Linked DNA regions of Capsicum annuum: region 1 is linked to region 2. The links are chromatin contacts, called in public Hi-C maps. All regions are on one chromosome and are shown on one strand. The core of a region is the stretch at or near the end of the contact, and the rest is flanking DNA. Distances in the headings are between cores, read along the strand shown.

Region 1 (4,341 bases), core at 1,015-3,514, 41 kb before region 2:
AGACAGTAGCTCTCCTGAACTACCTCAGCATTAGGGAAAGGATGCATCTTTCCTTCCTTCCCCATCAGGTTTGAGAAGAATGAAATAAACTCCGCTTCAATGTCCTCAGGTATTGTTAACTTGACCCCATTCTCGTTATATACAAATGTGATGGTGTTGTTACTTGTTCTCATTTTTCATTGTGCATGAAAATATCTTGTATTGGAATCACCACTCTGTATCCAAGAAGCTCTGGGTTTTTGTCTCATTACATATTCTTCTATTCTGCTCTATTTCTCCATTTCTATCAATGTTCTCTTCTCTTGCTCATAAAGTTGGTCATTTGCTTGACCCACTATAAATTTTATTTGTACTACTTCTAATGTTGTCCTGGCAGTCTCTAAGTGTTACTGGTATGCTGTAAGATGATTGTTCAACTCTTTAATAGAACTTGTCACTGCCTTCAGTTTTTTCCAAATAACCTGCATTGGATCCCCAGTTACTCTCTTAGTCCAAACCTCTTTAACCTTACTTTTCAACTCGGGGTGACTCATCACAGTAGAGTATAGTTTAAAAGGTTTTGGATGTAGTGCCCTAGGTATTTGTGAGTTGCAGTTGATCATAATTGGTGAGTGATCAGATACCCCTGGAACCATGTAGTTAGTCTTGATGTGCCCTTGTCTTTGTAACCAACAATAGTTCCCAAAAGCCCAGTCAATTTTCCTATAAATTCTGGATTCTATTGCCTTCTTATTACACCATGTGAAGTGGCATCCTATGCTTCTCAAAGGAGTGAGTTTATTTGCTTCTACCATATCCTAAAATCCATGCACTTCAGCCTGAGTGACTGGATTACCAATTCTATCTCCTGATCTCAACATATTATTAAAATCTCCACAAACCAGCCACTCAGACTTTATCTGACTTCCCTGGCTATAAGTTCCTTCCATAACTCCTGTCGTTCCATCAATTCATTACTGGCATACACTATAGTCAGCATACATGCGAATAATGTGTTTGTATTAGTTGCCATACAATGCATAAACTGATTCCCTATTTGTAGTATCTGCATCTGAATGTGCTTTTGCCAGATAAGCCAGATTCTCCCATTTATAGCATGATTATAGTTAAACTGAGCATTCCAATCTCTAGCTATATTTGTTTTCACTTTTGTAGCATTGTGACTCCTCACTCTAGTTTCAATGATACCCATTATCTCCACTTTATTCTTTTTCAGAAAGAGCTTCAACTCCTTCTGTTTGAAGGGCTTATTAAGCCCTCTGATATTCCAGGAACAAACGATCATGGGGTTAAAACTGATCTCCACCTCGATCATTAGTCTCAGTTTGCTCCCCTGATATTTTCTTTCCTTTCCTTGATTTCTCCATATTCTCCACCATAATAGCAGTAGGAACCACCTGGTTAGCATTCTTACCAGTTTTTAGTATTTTCTCGAACTCAAATTGCTCTACCACTTGATTTTCAGTCCTTGTAATTTCTGGTACTTGGGCCTGCTTAGGGTTAGTCTTATCAGCTTCTTTGACTTCCCATGTCTGAATAATCCTCCAACGTCTGCGGTTCCTCCTCCTTCTCCCCTGTTGTGGTGGAGGGTTGGCCTGCTCTGCTATCTCAGGTACCTTCTTATGAGGACATTCAGCGACTGTATGACCAAAGCTATTACAATCACTGCAGAATTTTGGGATCCAATCGTATGTAATGACTTGTTATATGGTTCCATTGGAGTGCTGAGTTCCACCTACGTTGGTAATGTGTGCCTAATGTCTGCCTCTACTAAAACCCTTGCAAATGATATCCGTTCCATCTCAGCAGTATACTTATCTGTGTACATCAGTTTACCTACGACACTTGCTAATTTACTCAATAATTCTGTCGACCAAAACCCAAGAGGTAGGCTAGGGATATTATTATGTGTTCAACATCTACTTCTACTGATATCTTGGGTGATTATTAATAGGTAAGCAATTTTAGGCAGATGGAGATCAATTATAGAAGAAAAGAAAATAGCACTGGCAATTTTCTGGTAATGTACTTTTTAAGAGTTCTATTTAATTTTTTTAACAGGTTCTTTTATATATTTAGTCCAATCTGATTTGGGCAGGTTAAAAACGTGCTAGACATAAAAACATAAAATGTTCAATATGTAAGAACAAATATTATTTTTAAAGTATTTATGTATAATTTGGATAAATACTATGAGAGGTGAGGGCAGATAGGTAGGGAGTGAGGTGATGGGGATGGGTGAAGGTGAGGTGTGTTGAACGATGATTGGATGAGGAAGATATATACAGTACAATCATCAGAAATAATGTGTGGAACTTGTTTTTCGACTTTTACTAGGGAAGTCATATATTTCCTCATTTCCACAGAACTTGTTTCTTAGAGAAAATATTTTTTCAAAAAATTTAACCAAATGAACAAGGATTTATACAGATTTTTTCTGACATCTTATTTAAGGGGATAAAAAAAATAGATCGAGTGATGAATAATATGGATATTACCCATATAATAGTATATGGATTTTTTAATATTCTCATAATTTTTGGTTATTGGTCATATTGTAGGGAAGTGAAGGTTGCTCAAGACAACTTCAAGAAATGCAGAAAGTAGAAAGAGAGAATAATGGGTATACAGACTTGAAGAAGAAAGGACATTGTCTTGTGCCTATATCTATGTTTATCAACTACCATGGCTGATTTTTTCCCTCTCTTTTTTCTCCATGTATAAAAATCTTGCTTTTTGTTTTTAAAGGATATACTATATAAAAGATAATAATGAAATATTGTGAAAAAAGTACGTCATTTAAAAACTTAAGTTATTAGGAAAATTATATATTTATTTACTTAATTTTGCCTTCAGTACGCCCTTCACGTGTGAATTTAATCCTTATAGGGTTAATTATGTGAAAATTTTTCCTCATAATGCATGGGTTGGGTGGTGAGATGCGAACTCGGGATCTCTGTGATTTTAATATTATGCTTACATATGTGATCTTCTCATTTAAAAATTTAAGTGGTAAAAGAAATCAAGCTTGTGAATAAGTGGAGTTATGATTTTGAGTTTATAAGTTTTTAATTATAGAAAAAATTATTTATTGAGTTCTTAATAAATTATTTATACATATTAAGTAAAATTTTAAACACAAATACATAATTTGAATTAAAACTGCTGAATTCTGCCAAATTCGTAATCAAAGCTTTAGCTTCACCCCTAATTTTATGTGGTTAATTATGCCTTCTGCACTCTTCAGAAGCCAAGGAACCCTAATAAAACATAAATATAAAAGGTCGTTTTTTCCAAAATGATCTTTTAATATAAAATTCCTACTACATGGAAATTGGTTAATTATATTAGGAGTTAATAACTTAATTCCACTTTGGATTTTTATCCTATAAAGTCACTTAACTTTAAACTTTACTCAGAAAGTCACCCAACTTTAGATGTTTTACTCAAAAAGTCACTCAACCTCTTTTATTTATTTTTAACTAATTTTTGCTTATGTAGAATTCTTTTTAATAACAAAATTTTGAAAAATATAAAATATTCATTTAATGACCTTTTTACCCTTTCTTTTATTGGATACCTAAAGGGATATTATCTTGTATTACTATTATAGAAGTACAAAACTTCTAACACCATATGCTAGCAACTCTTTTACCCTCCAAAAGAAAGACATATACGAGAAATTTGTAATTTAATTATAGTTTTAATAGTTAAGATTATAAAATCAACTTCATTTTGATTATTGTATGGTTTTTATTTAAATTATGTCAGATGTCCTAATATTAGAAATTTATCCGGTCAAGATATTTTTCTTATTTGAACTATGTATGTACATAATAATATACTTCTGTGTTAATTTTTCTAATATTTAGACTTTTAAAATCGACTATAGATTTACTTATTAAATCCTCTTTTAATAAATAATAAATGTTTTATGTTCTCTTTATCTATAGTTAAAATGACTATTTTAAAAACATATTGTACTCATTGATATAAATACGCGCAAAATGTATGTATTCAACTTCTGGCCCTATAAATTCACGAATTTCAATCCTATTTTTAATATGTACTTATCCATAGGTGTTGAGACCCTAGTTTCAAGTTATGATTTGAAATCAATATTTGTTTATGAAATCTATACTAAATTTAAACTTCAATTTTTGTTTTGCATTTCGAGGATAGAAGGTCAATTATGTAGGAGTATTGTCTTGCGTCTCTAAGGTTGAAACTTATTGTGGTGTTCGTCGTTGACTAGCCATAGTATTATGGTCCCTGCTTGTAATACTATCATAGTTTATTGTTTATTATGTTTCGATTGTCACACTGTTTTTACCCTTTCTT
Region 2 (4,502 bases), core at 1,295-3,794:
AATTATATTGGGATTAATAAGAATAGCCAAGGATTCTCTTATCGGTCAATGAGATCATATGTTTCAGGACTCAATTCCTCTGGAACTCCAGGCCAGGGTATATTATGATTGAGAATATTGTGAATATTTTCTGAATATAAGAAAAGGTTAATATAAAAGTTAGAAGCACTTATGCAAAAACATCAACGTATATATCAGAAAGAGAAAAACAGAAAGCCCTCAAAGAGTGCTGCTGCCAGCAATTAACTGTTTATAGAAGCGATTTGAAAGAGAATTTTGAGAGAGCTGGGTTTTAATTTTGGGGTTTTATTCTTTTAATTATAATAATAAATATTAAAAGATAATAAATATATTTTTTGACTTTACATTTAATATAGTGACATACCATTATTTTTAATAATAAATATTAATTTATTAAAATTGTAGCGACCTCACGAGGTCGCAATATTTAAAATTTTATTGACTCGCTTCATATTTTATAATTGTCTTTTGGCGATTTTATAATTGTCTTTTGGCGCTAACTTTTTCGCCTTTTATTTTTGACCTCTTAAATGCCTAATATTATGTTGCTGAAATTTTTTATCATTTACCGACTTCATGAAGTCTCTTCATTTAAAAATAAAATAAAAAAATAAATTAAGGGGAAAAGCGACCTCCTGAGGTTTCTTATTTTCTACCTATTTTGAGGTCTTTTTTTTTTTTTTTTTGCCGCTTTTTGCAACTTTTTTAGTAGTGGATAACTAATAATAATTATCATTTTTCTATTCTCATAATACCCCTAGAGAAATTATTTTGAGGTGATATTTTATTCTAAAATATATGCTCCCCTAATACTTTTGAAAATATTGTTTTGAGATGGTGTTCAATTTAAAAAGAAAAAGTAAATAAACAAAATAATATAATTTTCTAACAAATACTTTATCATTAATCTAATTATAAAGTTGAAATTTTTCACATAGCTTCAGTATAAAATGTTAAATATTAATATTACAAATAATATTAAAAAAATATAGCAATTTTGAAAAGAGTAAATAAAAAAAATAATATAATTTCCTAACAAATACTATATCATTAATCTAATTATAAAATTGAAATTTTTCACATATCTTCAATATAAAATTTTAAATATTAATATTACAAATAATATTAAAAAAAATATAGCAATTTTGAAATTAAAATCATAAATAAAACAAGAAAATAACAAAGACACACTAACCGAAAAAAATAATCAGCTTTGTATATTATAAAATAATTTAAATTAGGCATAATAACAAATAAGTTAATATATTAACCTAAATTATTATCAACAATTTAAACCAATTTCAAATAATATATTAAAGAAAAACTAAACTAATAATTCATTACTACTTCACTGCAAACTATAATTAATATCTGGAGGACGCACTAGAGTCTAAAAAAGTGGAGGGTAAAATATAAAAGCGCCCCCAATAAGTTTTGACCCCCAACCTTTTGTCTAATTGAACCATCTTCTACCATTGAGCTGCACCTTTTTACTAAAAAAGTGAGTTCATTTTATGTACATATACATTTGTTCAGAAAATTAATACACGTAAAATGAAAAAAAAAAATATGATGAAGCGGGTTCAAACTAAACCCGCTTGAATCAATGTGGGTCCGCCCCTGGTTACATGTCATGTAGGGTTATATTGACGTAATTTTTAGGTGTCTTGTGTACGATGCAAGTTATTTTCATGAAAATAAATTATTTTGAAATATTTTCTATATTCACAAAATAAATTAGGAGTTACTTTTATTAGATATATAAGTTTTGGAAATAATAATAGTTGGTAGGGAATGATAATTTTCGTAGGATGTGCGATTAGAGACTCAAAATAAAATTTCTTATCATGTTCAGCTTGTCATTTTCCAAGTATCACATTCACTTGATCTAGGCAATAGCTAACACCTAGTTTAAAGCAAATTAACTTATTAATTTAAAATCCTTTTTCATAAGCAACTTTTCCCAATTTTCGCTATGTATACCCGTGAACAATCTTAAGAGATGTTACTACCCGTTTGTCCATAGATCTTAATTATTCCAAAAAATATGAATAATATTTGAAGATTATTAATTTTGAATAAGTACTTATTTATCAAATTGATTTATTATTTCAACTTCAAATTTGAAATATAGAATTTGAAAGATAGGTTTTAGTGGGGTTTAATAGAGCTATTTAAACTATGTTTTCATATTCATATATACCAATCTTCAACGTGATATCCTTTTTCAACTTAACTTCGAATAGTAATACTAGTTTTTTAAATATCAATCAATTCATGTACAAAGACATTTATAATATATCTTTCAGCGGAAATTCATGACAATCTTTTTGGTACAATATCTTTCCATAAGAAACAAAAAGTTCAAGCAAACTTAACAATAATAGACTTAAGAATGAACATAAAATCTTGTAGAATCTAATGTCCTTTGATGCCTAATTATTGGACTAATCATGATGAATATGTAAAGGACCACTAATCTGCTTGGTCCTTTACAATCAAAAGATTGGTTAATTACAATTAATTAATGTTACTATTAAACAATATCCCCTTTATCACAAGGCAAGGATCTCTTATGATCCATATTGGTTTCACCTTTACCGGTCAAGAAACTATATGTCTGTTTGTCTTGTTTTTATTTCACCATTCCTTGTTCTCTCATTAAACGGTAGTTGGGGCGGTGAGTTTACATGTCACGTGATATTTATCTCAGCGAAATATAAGGCCACTTGGGCCGGTGTTTGTCATGTTGGAGTGCCTACATGGAGAAGGGGTATTTTTACATCAATTTTGTAGCGTCAGGAGCAATGGTCAGGGGTGAATCTACGTGGCGGTGAGGGAGTTCACCCGAACCCCCTCAACCGAAAAATTACATTATATATATAAGGTCAAATTTAAATTATATAGATATAATGGTTTTAATGAACCCCTCAATATAACTGAAATATATGGCTCAATGGTCAAGGGGAATTCATTTCAGTGCTTTAAGTTGTGGGGTTGATTGGTAGTTTTTTGAAAACTTTTTCTCCTTCTCATTCCTTTATATGTTAATGAGTAGTTGGGCTTTGGCTTTTTTCACTCTGACAATTGAGCCTTGATTAACAGAAATTAATTAGCTCATTTAATTCATTTATGTATGTTTATTATTTACTTAAAAATTATTTATTTATTGTTTTTTCAAGTATAAATATTGAGCCTAAAATATTTTGTTCAAAAATTTTATATAGTTGGAATGAAAAATATTTCAATACATATAATTTTTTCATGCTTTTAGTATTAGTTTAAAGTAATAGCTAGATTTATATAACTTTCAAATTAATTATCAAATCCCTCCCCCACCCCCCACCCCACCCCCAAAAAAAAAAAAAGACAACAACAACATATTATGTGTATCTCTTTTTATGCGTTTTATGTCACGTTTGTTCAAAATAGTTTCATATATTTGACTAATTTTACATAATATAGAAAATTTTGAATTTGTCAACTTTTATAGATTATTTGATCGAATTACATAGTTCGTTCTTTTAAATTATATTTTATCATTCAACATATTAATATTGATGTCATTCAGTAATTTTTATTTTTATTTTTATTTTTTATTAAGTACTAATTATATATTATAATATAAATAATTCAATACTTGCACATTTTTAAGAACCTCATTTTTTGGTAGGGGATTAATTTGAAGGAATTTTTTTTTGAAATAAAATATAACTTTATAGTGAAAGTAAGAAAAAGGCACGGTATTATTTAAGAAGGACTCACAAAGTAAAACTGAGAAGAAATGTTAAAGAGGCATGATAAGGAAGGTTAAAATTTAGCGGGTGTCCACTTTGCTTTATAATGTAATTTTCATCGAACCCCCTGAACAAAAATTCTAAATTCGCTAGTGGCAATAGTAGACGAAATATTTAACAGAAGGTATAAATTAACTTTTGCACATAGTAGAAGAATATTTTTGATCATTTTTCCATTATTTTTGTAAATGTGATGATCATACATCGCCGAAACTCGATTTTATTTAGTTAGGATACAATAGCTTATTTATAATCAGCAGCCTTAAAAGTATCTATTTATCAAAATAATTGGAATAATTATGATGAATCTATAATCTATATCTGTATCTATAATATATTAAAAGTATGAAAACCTTTAAAAAAGTGATTCGAATTTTTTACTCTTCATTAAAATATTTTGTAATAGACAAAATCGTCTTTTCACATTTTTCTTTCAATTATTATATTATTAAATTAAGGACTCCTAAAATATATGAGAAAAATCCTGATAAGATAAATATATGGAAAGAAATTAAGAATCCTAAACTAAAAATATACGAATTCTAAAATATATATGAATCCTAAAATATATGAAAATAAATTAACAATCCTAAAATATATGTAAAGAATTATATTTTATTTTAATTAAATATATAGAGTTGACATATACTTCTAACCACTGGATCCAAATTCCTTTTTATCTTT

What was found. A called contact is a pair of places that touch in the nucleus more often than the background predicts.
Region 1: a contact with region 2 is called in a Hi-C map of placenta, with 5 times the contacts expected there. The contact joins two enhancer-like sites. A contact is called at or near these places in 4 of 5 Hi-C or Micro-C datasets (bud, leaf, pericarp and 1 more).

What each region holds. Positions count from the first base shown.
Region 1 is chr9:200,568,299-200,572,639 of UCD10Xv1.1, reverse strand. No RefSeq gene overlaps it. Among protein-coding and RNA genes, the nearest start is that of LOC124887215, 32 kb to the right of the region's middle. Within about 2 kb of position 2,264, at least 1 of the 5 cell types and tissues checked has an H3K27ac peak or open chromatin away from gene starts, as enhancers often do. A contact at or near this core is called in pericarp, where this site is marked.
Region 2 is chr9:200,527,338-200,531,839 of UCD10Xv1.1, reverse strand. No RefSeq gene overlaps it. Among protein-coding and RNA genes, the nearest start is that of TRNAT-UGU, 4.3 kb to the right of the region's middle. Within about 2 kb of position 2,544, at least 1 of the 5 cell types and tissues checked has an H3K27ac peak or open chromatin away from gene starts, as enhancers often do. A contact at or near this core is called in pericarp, where this site is marked.